2 separate regions of the Mus musculus genome follow, and region 1 is linked to region 2. The links are chromatin contacts, called in public HiChIP or PLAC-seq maps. All regions are on one chromosome and are shown on one strand. Each heading gives the region's core, a stretch centred on a gene start, on an enhancer-like site or on the middle of the called end of the contact. The rest is flanking DNA. Distances are from core to core; before and after follow the strand shown. Region 1 overlaps Agap2 (ArfGAP with GTPase domain, ankyrin repeat and PH domain 2). Region 2 holds the start of Ndufa4l2 (Ndufa4, mitochondrial complex associated like 2).

What was found. HiChIP or PLAC-seq counts read pairs in DNA pulled down with a chosen protein or histone mark.
Region 1: a contact with region 2 is called in a FOXA1 HiChIP or PLAC-seq map of pancreatic cancer cells. The contact joins the enhancer-like site here to the promoter of Ndufa4l2 in region 2. A contact is called at or near these places in 3 of 39 promoter capture datasets (embryonic stem cells, hippocampal neurons and liver), 1 of 484 Hi-C or Micro-C datasets (embryonic stem cells) and 2 of 115 datasets of contacts at active chromatin or transcription factors (embryonic stem cells and pancreatic cancer cells).

What each region holds. Positions count from the first base shown.
Region 1 is chr10:127,089,676-127,095,218 of GRCm38.p6, reverse strand. Agap2 (ArfGAP with GTPase domain, ankyrin repeat and PH domain 2) reads right to left here. Exons shown (of 19, transcript NM_001033263.5): 14 at 5,018-5,077; 15 at 4,644-4,792; 16 at 4,457-4,547; 17 at 4,122-4,344; 18 at 3,771-4,026; 19 at 2,049-3,649. The coding sequence ends at 3,407. Os9 (amplified in osteosarcoma) reads left to right here. Exons shown (of 15, transcript NM_001171026.1): 15 at 1-960. Among named protein-coding and RNA genes, the nearest start is that of Agap2, 14 kb to the right of the region's middle. Within about 2 kb of position 3,513, at least 45 of the 459 cell types and tissues checked have an H3K27ac peak or open chromatin away from gene starts, as enhancers often do. A contact at or near this core is called in pancreatic cancer cells, where this site is marked.
Region 2 is chr10:127,512,545-127,518,522 of GRCm38.p6, reverse strand. Ndufa4l2 (Ndufa4, mitochondrial complex associated like 2) reads right to left here and starts at 3,584. Exons shown (of 4, transcript NM_001098789.1): 1 at 3,485-3,584; 2 at 3,036-3,124; 3 at 2,198-2,258; 4 at 1,369-2,080. The coding sequence starts at 3,541. The coding sequence ends at 2,024. Shmt2 (serine hydroxymethyltransferase 2 (mitochondrial)) reads left to right here. Exons shown (of 12, transcript NM_028230.4): 9 at 1-52; 10 at 143-298; 11 at 391-498; 12 at 607-1,400. The coding sequence ends at 734.

The DNA.
Region 1 (5,543 bases), core at 2,264-4,763, 420 kb after region 2:
CTCCTTCCTTACATTCTGAAAGCCAAACTGTGTACCACAGAGACCCTCCCACACCCACCTGGGGCATCTTCCTTCCTGCAGCATATTCCAGATTCCACCTGCTAGCTAACCCCCCCTCCCCCGGATTATTTACCATTCCTGGAAAACTCCACCTACAGTCATGACCAGGCTGCTGCCCACAAGCCATTGTCACAGTATTCCAGAGACAGGCAGGCCTGACTGCCAAGGCAGCTGTGGGTTCCTCCTGCCCCTATGTCCTCTCTCAAGGTCATGGGCCCTCAGGACAGTAAAGATAAAGTTTCTCTTTTGGGCCCCCAGATGGAGACAAAAGGGGCTCACTACAGGAAAGGGACTGAAGACAACGTGCCCTGCCATCTCCAGAAGAGTGAACCGATTATTTCGGTAATGAGGGCGAGTGTCCCAGTCCTTCCTCATCTCACAAGGCATCCTCTGAGCAGGATGCAAATGTGGAGGCAGTCCCAGAGGATCCCAAAACTGCTGCCAAGTTACAGGAGACACCCCCCAGACCGACAGAGGACGAGGCTGCAGCAGTGGACTTGAGTCAGTGCCTCAGCGCAGTTAGAAAACAGAAACCTGGCTTCACTGGGTCAGTCTGAACTGTCAACAATACATTCCTTTTCCCTCTCTCTTGACTTTTGGCAAAATTCCACGAAGATCAGTCAGCCTCAGCTATGCCAAGGCAAACAAAAGGAACAGAACGGCAGGTGTGTGTGTTGGGGGTGGGGGTGGGGGTGGGGGGGGCATGGCATCCAGAAGAGGGTGGAGAGGTGCACGGCTGCCGAGGAGGGGCTGTGTGGGCACTGAAGGAGCAGCAGCTTGCCTGTGCCTGTCCAGGGCCACCCACCCCTCCTTCTCAGCCCCAGTCTAGGGGGCTTGAAATCTTGTCATTCCCCACAAAGCTAATGTCACCCATTAAAGTAAATCAACTAGTTGGCGGTAGAGTTTGCGGACAATCCTGACCCTCTTCCGCTGGCCTGTGGATCCCTTGACAAGCGACTCTGTTCTGTCCAGGGTCCTTGTTTCCTCCCCAGATCCGAACACACTGAGCTTCTAAGGTAGGGTGTGAGCTTTTGCTAGAAGGGAAGGTGGCGATGCTGTAGGGGAGAATCAAGGTCTCGGCTCAGTGGGATCTGCCAGGTCTCCCCCACTTTGTCCCTCTCTACCACTCCTCCCTGGGTCATGCTGATGTGCTAGGTGGTTACCCAGCCAGGAGCTCTGCAGAGCAGCTTCCAGATGAGACCTGTTTCTGGAGGTCTGACCAGACCGTGTCAGCTCACTGGCACGTCTACAGTGAACACTTTAGAGGACACTTAGAACCAATCCTATCCAAAGACGCCGGTACGGCCAACTGACTCCTCAGGGTAGACGATAGCAGGTGGGGACCCAACCTGCTCTAGCCACTAGCCCAGTACCACCCTGGCTGAGCCTTTATCAGGCCTGGTGCTTACAGCTTCTACACACAAAAGGCAGGGCTGGCTATGTGCAAGCTGCCATGCTATGACCCAGGCCACCATGACCAGGTGACCCTAAAACAATAAAAGTGAGCAAATACCTGGACCTTGTGGACCTTTGGGCCTGCCGAATGGTTGGGAAATCTTTTGCCCCTTCAGTCCCTACTGTCCCACCTCCATCAGCTCTGTTGCCTAGTGACCAAAGCATCTTCCCCAGGGTCACTGCACTTACAGGGGTCCCCTCAACACTAAGAGGCCACTGGGTTCACTTGTCCAACAACCCCACCTTCTCAGTCCTCAACTCCCGAGGCCTGTCTCTTTCTCCAAACACCAGGCTCCAACTCCTTCCCAGGCTCAGCATCAATTGTGCATCTAACATCTGCTCTTGGGTTCCCACTGTTGCTCCTACCTCATAAACCCAGGGTTGTTGTACAAAGCTGGAACTACCTCTGTGCCCATGGGTGCTGTCTTAGCCCCAGCCCAGAAACCAGAACTTCTGCTTAATCCTTTCCCATCCCCAACATGGAGACCACACCCTCACCTGCCTGTCGAATAACAGACCAGCATCTCACCCCCTAGACAAAATCACTTGCTCTTTAATTGCTGTTAAGATTCACACCACCTGCTTTGGAGGTGAGGGGGGTAACCCCTGCCCCCTCTTCACTCCACTCCCCAATTACCTGGTCTTTTGCAAAATATTTTAGCCAGGAAAAAAAAAAAAAAAAAAAAAAAAAAAGACCGGAAACCACTGACACAGACAGCCCAAAGCCGGGCTGACTAAGGGTGGCAGGGCTGGGCCAGATAAGTCCACACCACCTCTCCCTTTCTGGGGATGGGGGCCAGGACCTTAAAGTCCTCCCAACCACTACACACCCTCTCAGCCCTGGCTGGGAGGGAGCAAAGGATAGAAAAAACGGACCTGGAGCTGCTCCAGGGAGAGAGGGGCTGGACAGAAAGGATTATGGGGGAGGGGTCCCGTTGTAGGGGTGCCCCCTACCCCAGATCACCACGGGCGCTGCACAGTCACAGGTACGCAGTCACGGTCACAGACACAACCCGAGAGCACCCCCACCCTACCCCACCCCTGCCCACCCCTGGCTTCCCCTACCCTGATATGCCCTCCCCTCGCCCCTACCCACCCCATCCCCATGTTGGGGAACAAAGCAATAAATTACAAGGCCCCTCTCTAGTCACCTCCTGTTCCAATCCTTCTCCCTCTACCCCATGATCGTAAGGGGAAGGACCCAGGCTCTCGGCTCCCCCTGGCTCTTTAGCTTCCATTCATAAGATAGGTAGAGGGGGGATATCTGATTTCCACTCCTCATGGTCCCTTTCACGGAAAGGGTTGGGGACCCCTCCACCTCCATGGGCAGCAGGGGTCCTGCCCCTCGCTGCCCTCCCCCCTCACTGGGCAGTGAGATTAGCATGGAAGGGGTGGGGTCCCCAAGTTGGTCCCAAATCTCAGGGCTAGTCTTCCACGTACTAACCCCTCCCTCTGGCGTGGAGTTGCCCCAGGAGCCAGCCTGGGATTCGGCTCCCGCCACCCGATTGTAGAACGCAGGCAGGATTGGATCTTTTCCCCGCCCCTAGGGGGGGCACAAGCCAGCAAGTCCAAACACCTTGGAGCCCGGAACAGCTGCAAGGGAGTGCCCACCTACAAACACCCAGCAGGTAGACCCAGGGCAATCCAAGTAAGAAAGCTGTGAAGTAGGGGCGTGATGAGCTAGGGTCTCCATGCCTCACTGGGGAGAGGGAGGTGAGTTTGTGTCTCCTGGGAGGCGTGCGGGGCTGTGCCCTCGTGGGGGTAGAAAGTGCTCCCGTGGGGCGGGGTGCGGACTGGAGAGGTGAGTGGGTGCATCTGTCCAACGGTCCACCCGGTGTAGTCGTGCCCGGCCCGCGCGGGGGTGGGGGGTGTCTCTCCCGCTGCTGGGCAACTATACCAGCGCGATCGTGGTGTCCACGCGGCCCAAGCTGGCAGCACTGCTCCGGCGCCTCGGGCTGGGCGTGGCGGTAATGCTGGGGGTGGTGGCCGCGCTGGGCGTGGTGGCCGTGCTGCCGCCCTCTCCCGGGCAGCCGTGCTGGAGAAGGATGTCTGCACACAGCTGGCTGCCAGCCTGGCGGGCATAGAACAGTGCCGTGCGGCCTTGCGCATCGCGGGCCGCCACGTCTGCGCCATACTGCAGGAGGAAAAGGTCGTGTGACCACACACCATCCAGGGGACCTCCACCCACATGTTGCCCACCCGACACCTCCAAGCCCACCTCCAGGCTCCCTTTCCCTACCTCTCCGCTCACGTACCCACAACAGCAGCTGTGTAATGACAACGTGGGCGAGCTCGGCCGCCAAGTGCAGCGGCGAGCGGAGCTGCGGGTCCTCCACGCTGGTGTCGAGCGGCCCATGTCGCGCGTGGGCCAGAAGCAGCAGAACGGCGGCCACGTCCTGGGCCTCCACAGCGGCCCACAGTTGGCGGCCCAGCGGCTCCTCCGTGGTGCCCAGAGGCGCCAGGAACAGCAGCTGCTCATACTTGGCGCGAATCCACGACTCACGCTCCTCCCTGCAGCACCAGGGACCAAGGAAAAGAGTTATAAGGGACCTCTTATCCGGACCTCCCAGGAATCGTACACCCTCACGCTGATCCTCGATCCTTACCGCGAAGAGTCCCGTGTAGGCTTGGCACGGCCTCGAGTGTCGCTCTCCCACACGCGGTTGGCTGTGTCGTTGCCAATGGCCGTCAGCACCAGGGTCAGCTCCCGCGGCCAGTCATCCAAATCCAGTGAACGCACTCGGGACAGGTGTGTGCCCAGGTTCCGGTGGATGCCAGAACACTCGATGCAGATGAGTGCGCCCAGATTCAAACTGGCCCACGTGGGGTCTGAGACAGGATGCAACAGTAAGACAAACACCCCACCATTCAACGAACTGCAGCTAACTCCGTACTCTGGGACCCCACCCTCCAATTCCCTCAGCGGTGCCCTTGCACTTACTGGGAGCTCCACAGTCCACACAGGTCGAGTTTCCCTTTGCGTTGCGGATCGCCTGGATGGCCACAGCTTCGCTTTGGCTGTCAGTGCGCAGCTGCAGAGGAGTTGAAGTTAGCTCTGGCACAGCGTACCTCTGACCCTCCCCCCAGCCTCTCCTGCTAGCCTCCATCCATAGCATCAAATCGGTTACCTTGACCTTGCTGCTCTCACAGCACTGCAGACTGGCCAGGATCTGACTCTCAATGGCCTGAACCCAAGCATCCCGCTCCTCAAAGCTGGCTGCCTCAAAGTGCCACGTCTGACCAGTGCTGGACACGATCAGGAACTCAAAGTTTTCCTCTGAGTGGGTGGATGGAGAGGTCATGAGGGGCAGAGTTCAAGCAGGAGGCCTTCCCCCAAACCCTTCCTCCCTGATGTCCTTGGAGCCCTTAGGAGGGGGACAGTAGAAGGAAGGGGGAGCAGAGGGTGGGAAATAGCAGGAAGCCCGAGCACATGCAGGGAGAGGCAGGGCCCCCCACCCCTCTGCACCCCAGCTGAGCACCCCTCCCGGCTCCCACTTGTTACCTGCTTTATAAATATTTCTTAAACTACCAAAGGATTTTAGTTTCCACATTTTGCGCTTGGCTGGTTTCCCGAAGCGAAGAAGATAGAGACAGAATGAAGAGCAAACAGAAAGAGAGAGAGACCAAGAAGAGAAGGAGGCAGATGGAGAGAGAGACAGACAGACAGTGACAGAGAGTGCCAGAGACAAAGCAGGACAGACAGATGGGGAGAGAAAGCAGAACTGAAGTCAGTGGCCCCGGAGCAGAGTGGAGCGGAAGCCAAGAGCCGTGAGAATAGGCAGGTCTGGAACCTGGGTCCAAGCACCCGGAGGAGGACAGGGCAGGGGGGCAGGGACTGTGACCAGAGAGAAACGTGCTCTCAGTGGGGAAAGGGGTGTCAGAATTTGTGTGGACAGTAGGAAAGGGGGCAAGAGGCTGGGATCGGGACCCTGGGACTTAGAAGTCAGCAGAACAGGGATAGCGGTTGGGGGAGGGGCTTAGGGATCAGTGATGAAGGGCTCTTGGAGGAACCTGCCATTCATAGGTGA
Region 2 (5,978 bases), core at 2,335-4,834:
GCCCAGGCCATGGCTGATGCCCTGCTCAAGCGAGGATACTCGCTGGTGTCTGGTAAGCCAGGGGGTGGGTGAAGGCCTAGGCCTTTGTGGCCTCAAGCAGAGGGCCAGGACACCGCAGTCCCCTGTCACTGTCCCCCCTCAGGTGGCACTGACACCCACCTGGTGCTGGTGGACCTGCGGCCCAAGGGCCTGGATGGAGCCCGAGCCGAACGCGTGTTGGAACTCGTCTCCATCACAGCCAACAAGAACACCTGTCCTGGAGACCGGAGCGCCATTACTCCGGGGGGCTTGAGGCTTGGTGAGAATCTGGGGTCTGCGGAGGGAAGGGTCCCCCACACTGGGGTTGTCTGTATCTTGGCTATGCTAATTGTCTCCTGCTCTCTCTCCCAGGGGCCCCCGCGTTGACCTCTCGCCAGTTCCGTGAGGACGACTTCCGTAGAGTCGTCGATTTTATCGATGAGGGAGTCAACATTGGCTTGGAGGTGAAGCGCAAGACTGGTGAGTAGCTTCAGAGGTCCTTGGTCAACCAGTTTCACCCGCCTCCCCGCACCCTAGCTCCTGGCCCCGCCCAGCAGCCCTCTGATCAACTTCTCCCACCGATCTCAGCCAAGCTCCAGGATTTCAAATCCTTCCTGCTCAAAGACCCAGAGACAAGCCAGCGTTTGGCCAACCTCCGGCAACAGGTGGAACAGTTTGCCAGGGGCTTCCCCATGCCTGGATTTGATGAACGTTGAGGACAGTTGAGGACACCTGGCGGTCGGTCAGAAGCCCACAGACCCGGAAGTTACCTTTCTTCCCGCCTCCCTGGACCATAGAAGAGATGTCACTCCTCTCTGGGTTTTAGTGGAGGGAGGGAGGCCTTCCATTTAGGGCAAGAGCCAGGCATAAACTCCCTTCCAGAATTTGTAGCTGAGATTTCTGATCTTTAACCGTGTCTACACGAAGCACCCAGTTGACATCCGACTTGTTTTTGAGACGGGGGTCTCACTTAGCTGTGAGTGGCCTTGAACTGACCCTTCCACCTTCATTTCCCAAGTGCTGGGGTTATAGGTTTGCACCATGACACCCGACTTCGCCCTCAGCTTTCCACCCCGACCCTCCCACTACATCTCAAGTGTTACAGACTCCCCTCCCGCTCTTTCTTGGGGAAGAGGGGGTGGGTAAGCGCCCTCCTTCCTGTTTTTATCTAATAAAATGCTAACCTGCCCAGGGTTCCTATTACTGTGGGAGGGGTCCCCTGGGCCAGCCAGCGATTCTACTCCCTCAACGTGTATCTCTCCTTCCCTCCCACCACCACCAGGACCCCCGGGGCTGTAGCCTCCTCTCTGATCAGAGCCGACACCAGACGTGATTAGCAGGCGCAGCAAATTCAATTTGTTAAATGAAATTGTATTTTGCCCACGGCTGCTTCTGTTTGATCCCCAGGGACAGAGAAGCAAGGGAAGGGAGGGGTGGGGGAAAGGCACAAGACTGCCCAGGTGCAAGGCGGGAGGGCTGTCCTTGACCGGAGGCTGCCGGCTTGGGCAGGGAAGAAGCCCACTGCATGGCAGAGATACCCCATCCGAGTCAGGCTGGGAACCCAGGACGAGCCCAGTCGAGCCTGGGCAGACACCGCCCTGAACCCTGCTCAAAACTCTGTCAAAACAAACGTGGGGCCTGCCACGTCCCTGGCACTCGGGCCCCTGCTTGCTGCTGGCACACGTCGGACACGCTCAACACGTAGCCTGCGCCACACCCAGTCAGGAGGAGCAGGGAGCGGCAGGGGGAGAGGGGGACTGGCTTGGGTTTTTGGGTCAACCCCAACTGTCGTCTGCAGTCGAGTCCCCTCCCCCACGTGGGACTCAAGCTGAGGGTCAGAGGCTTTTTCCTCTCCTGGGAGCAAGGGAGGCGGGTGGGGGCGGGGCGGCCTCCCCTTTGCGTGGGAATCGGGCCTTTAAGCAGAAGCTGGACTGATGCTGCTAGACAGACGCCCAAGGGTCTGGGGCAGGGAGCAGAAAGAGTGATTTACGTGGAGATCTCTGACTTAGAAGTCTGGCCGGTCCTTCTTCAGCTTCTTGTAGTCGGTTGAAACGGCAAGGAACTGTGGAGAGGGAAAAGAGAGTTGAAAGAGCGGCTCTTACCTCCTCTGTCTTGTGTGTGGTACTGACTTAGGGACTAGGACGGGAGGGGAGAGGGGAAACACTGGTTCTACAGTTACCTTGTACTGGTCATTGGGACTCAGGCGGTTCCAGGGCTCTGGGTTGTTCTTTCTGTCCCAGCTGTGAACAGGACAGGAAGGTTAAAGTTTCTTTTCTGGGAACCAGGACTTTGGCATTAAACATGGCCTCAGTATCACCACCCCTGGCGCCCTACCCTGAGGAGGGGAGAACATTTCCTAGAGACTGACAGAGAAGGGGGAGTGAGTGTCGTTGTCATCGCCATCCCTGGGAGGTGCTGGCAAGAAGTATGGCAGCTGATGACCAAATGACAACCTAGCCTATAGACTGCCCAGGGTTAGCCTCCCTCACCCAACCGCTCAGGGCAGAGTCCTGGGAGTCAGGCAGAAATCCTGAAGGACAGTACTTTCAGTGGGTGCACCTCAGACTCCAGGATCAGAGTGGGTGGTGCTTTGGCCTTCTGCTTGTCAAAGGACTGACCCCCCTGATGCTTCTGGCAGGACACAAAGTCCCAGTACAACCAAAGACCCTCAGGAGTCCCACACTGCCAGACATCCAGCACTTCCGGTCAGGCATAGAGGTACCTAAAAGCCACCAGACATGGCCAGTAGAGATGTGTCGCCATGGCAACCCTGTGGTGAGCTGCTGGGATTCCAGCTGCCCCACGTGGCTAGCCACTGACAGTGAGCCACCAGGTGGTCCAGATGGGAGGTGAGGGTCTCTCAGGTCAGGGGCCACTCCAACCCTGGGAAATGCTGGGTGGCAGTGGAAATGAGGACGGACACAGACCGAGGGTCCTTCTAGGTCTAAGGTCCCACCTTAGACCATTTTATTCCACCCAGGACCCCTGCCCTCTTGCCTCCCAAGACCTGTTGTTACCAGACATCAGGACTGCGCAGGGCAAGTCGCAGCAAGTAGAGTCCGGCACTGCCCATGCCCAAGCAGATGAAGCCAATCATTGGGATGAGCTGCAGAAAAACCAGGCACTCTCAGGGTCCGAACTCTGCTCAGTTCCCACTCACTCTGTCCTAGTTTTCTTCCTGTCCCTTTATCTTTACTCAAGGTCTGATGCCACCTTCCCTTTGGGAGTGGGGCCTGAAACCTACAGCCACATCCTCAGCATGCTGTCCCTTACCCTTACAGTGATCCTGTCCAAGGCAGGTTGCAGGGACATTGAGTACATTGCAGAGAGAGGACATAGAATGTCCCTGGGAAAACTTGGGAACACTAAGGAAACCGGACAGGAAGCAGGATGGGGGGAGTGGGGGTGGGGAGGGCTTGAGAGGCAGGGTGACAAGAGGGGAATTAGATCTGAGGACTGAACTCACCCCAGGGTGTCTTTTTATCTGCCGGTAGAAGCGGGTCCCTAGACTAGTTCCTGCCATCTTGTCCCAGTGTCTGGTCTTCTAGGTGGATCTCTTCTATTCCTCACCCTGGGGTCCCGCCCCCCATCAGGGAGGGGTCAGCCTAGCCCCGCCAGCTCCACCCAGCTTGCTTTCTCCCTGCAGTTCCAGATCCAAAACAGGCTGGAAGTTGTTGCGGAGCCTTGAGGTTCCTCCTTCCCAACTCTCTCTTACTGAAAGGGAAACCCTGGCCCAGGAGACACCATTATACTTGGGTCTTTGGGTATCTGAGGGAGGAACCTCTTTGGCTTCCAGAGACTGAAAGGGGATCCAGATGTGGGACAGACAAGCAGACAGCCTTCTAACAAAGTGGGGATGTGGAGTGTCCACTGCAGGGAGCAGGGAACAGTGGGGGCATGCACAGTACGTTGTCTACACTCCTGGAGCTAGCAGGCCTTTCGCGTATAAGAGGCACGTGAGCAAAGTTAGTGCTGCCAGCCCCTCTTGGTCTGGGCGGTTTTGCTGGGTTGTGGTTGGCCTGGAGTAGTCAAGAGGTGGAGATTGCAGGTGTATGAATCTGCACCGCTCAAGGCATAAGGCAACAGTTGTAGCAATTTAGGGGCTTGAGATGAGGAAGGAAGAGCCCTCCGAGGAGTCCACCATACTCATCTCTGGCTTTGGGACTAGCAGAAGAGCTCCGAATTAAGGAAGCAGCCATAGAAAACTAGAAGAGATGTTGAAAACCGGTGGGAAGGGGGTGGGGGATTAGGTATATGCTATATTGCCCGGGCAGGAAGTTTTCCCCATCCACCCGCTGTCTTTGGAGGACTGGTTTTGGGGACACAGGAAGTGAGCCTCTTCTTCTCCTCGCTTCCATGTTAATTTCTATCACCCCTCTCGATTAGCCCCTGCCGCTGGATTCTGCTATGCTCCCCCATTTCTCTCCTAAAGAACTTGTACTATGGTGGACCCCTGCTGGGATGAGCTGTGTACCGCCACTGCCTCCCTGGGGTACAGGGAGAGAGACAACCCTTTCTGAGGGGCCCCTCCCTTTCCTACACACCGATACCTCGCCCGCCCCTTGAGCTGACAAGCTCTGCTGTAATTAGGCTGCGGGGTCCGAGCTCTCCGCCTCCCTCCGGCGGATAATGAGATAAAGTGTCAGAGACATGGCGAGAACAAAGAGACAGAGACTCACTGAGACGTGTGTGGGGGAGGGGGTGGGTGTAGAGGAGGGGGGCTGATGGGATGTCAGAGCCTAGAGCAGAACAGGGCCCTTCCTGAGCGTCCCCACCTCTAGGGCTGGGCCAGGGAGGGTGTGTCCTGTCACCAGCGCCTCTAAGCCTGGACTGCTACCGGGGTGGTGGTGGTGGTGGTGCTAAATACCAATCTTGGAGCTCAAGCTCCAGCAGCTGCCCAGCTGGGCTGCACATCTGGTGGTCTGTGGCACAGCTGGGGAGCCAGGACTCTGGGAGGGACATCTGGCCCGTGCTTTATGCCCCTTTGCTCTTGGCCCTCGCTTGCCTGGTTCTGGTGAGCTGGACCCAGAGCCTTTCTGTTCTGGAAACTCCACTGTTTCTCCTCCCTTAGGTCTCCAGTCCGCTCTTAAACTCAGCTATTACACTGGCGCTTCTGTTCTTTCTTTTCCACGATTTCTCGACGCTTTGCATGCTCCTGATCTGGGGGTCTCTGTGAGGCCCCCTCCCCTCCTGTGTGTTCCCATGTTTGGATTGTGGTCTTTGGGGTTCCAGGTTTCACCCCACCTCCTTCCTTGCGTTTTCCCCCTACGATAACTCAAGCCATGCTGGCCCAGTAGGTGAGGGAAAGCGAGAGTCGTTAGCCGAGGATTAGGAGCGACCCATGGTCCCAAGGGGGCCAGACTCTTCAACTCTAAACCGCTCCAGGATACTAATCCGCGTGGCTGGCGGCGCAGCAAGTCAAATGCAGCTGTGCTCTCCGGAGCGAGCTGATTACGGTGGTCCGTGGGTGCCGGCGCCCTCTAGAGGCCGAGCCGCTCTCAGGCTCGGGGAAGAGGTCTCGGGTTCCCCCTGTCGGCCAGCGCCTGCTCTGCATTTCCAGTGTTTGTTCAAGTCAAGTCTGGAGTGTACATACAGGTCTGTGCCTGGTAGCTTACTCGCTCGTGCCATCGAGGTATTGGAGACTCTCAATACCTCTCTTCTGGCGTGGCCAGACGACATAGATGGGACGAGGAAGACTCTATCTCGCCAGGCGCCGACGGCATCCATGTTCAGGCTGGAGCCTCAGACACCTGGGACTTCCTCTCTGTCTTAGCACTACCCGGTGGACTTCCCTCTGACTTGGCCTCCCCTAAGCCCCCTAATTCTTTCTGCTTCTTTCTTCAGACTGTCTCTAGCTTCATGTCTTTAGGTTTGTCTGTGCCGCTCTGGAACTCTGCTCTCGGCCTAGCTTAGTCCTTCTGCATCTGTGTGTCCTGTGTGTCGGGTCTCTTGGCAGTCTC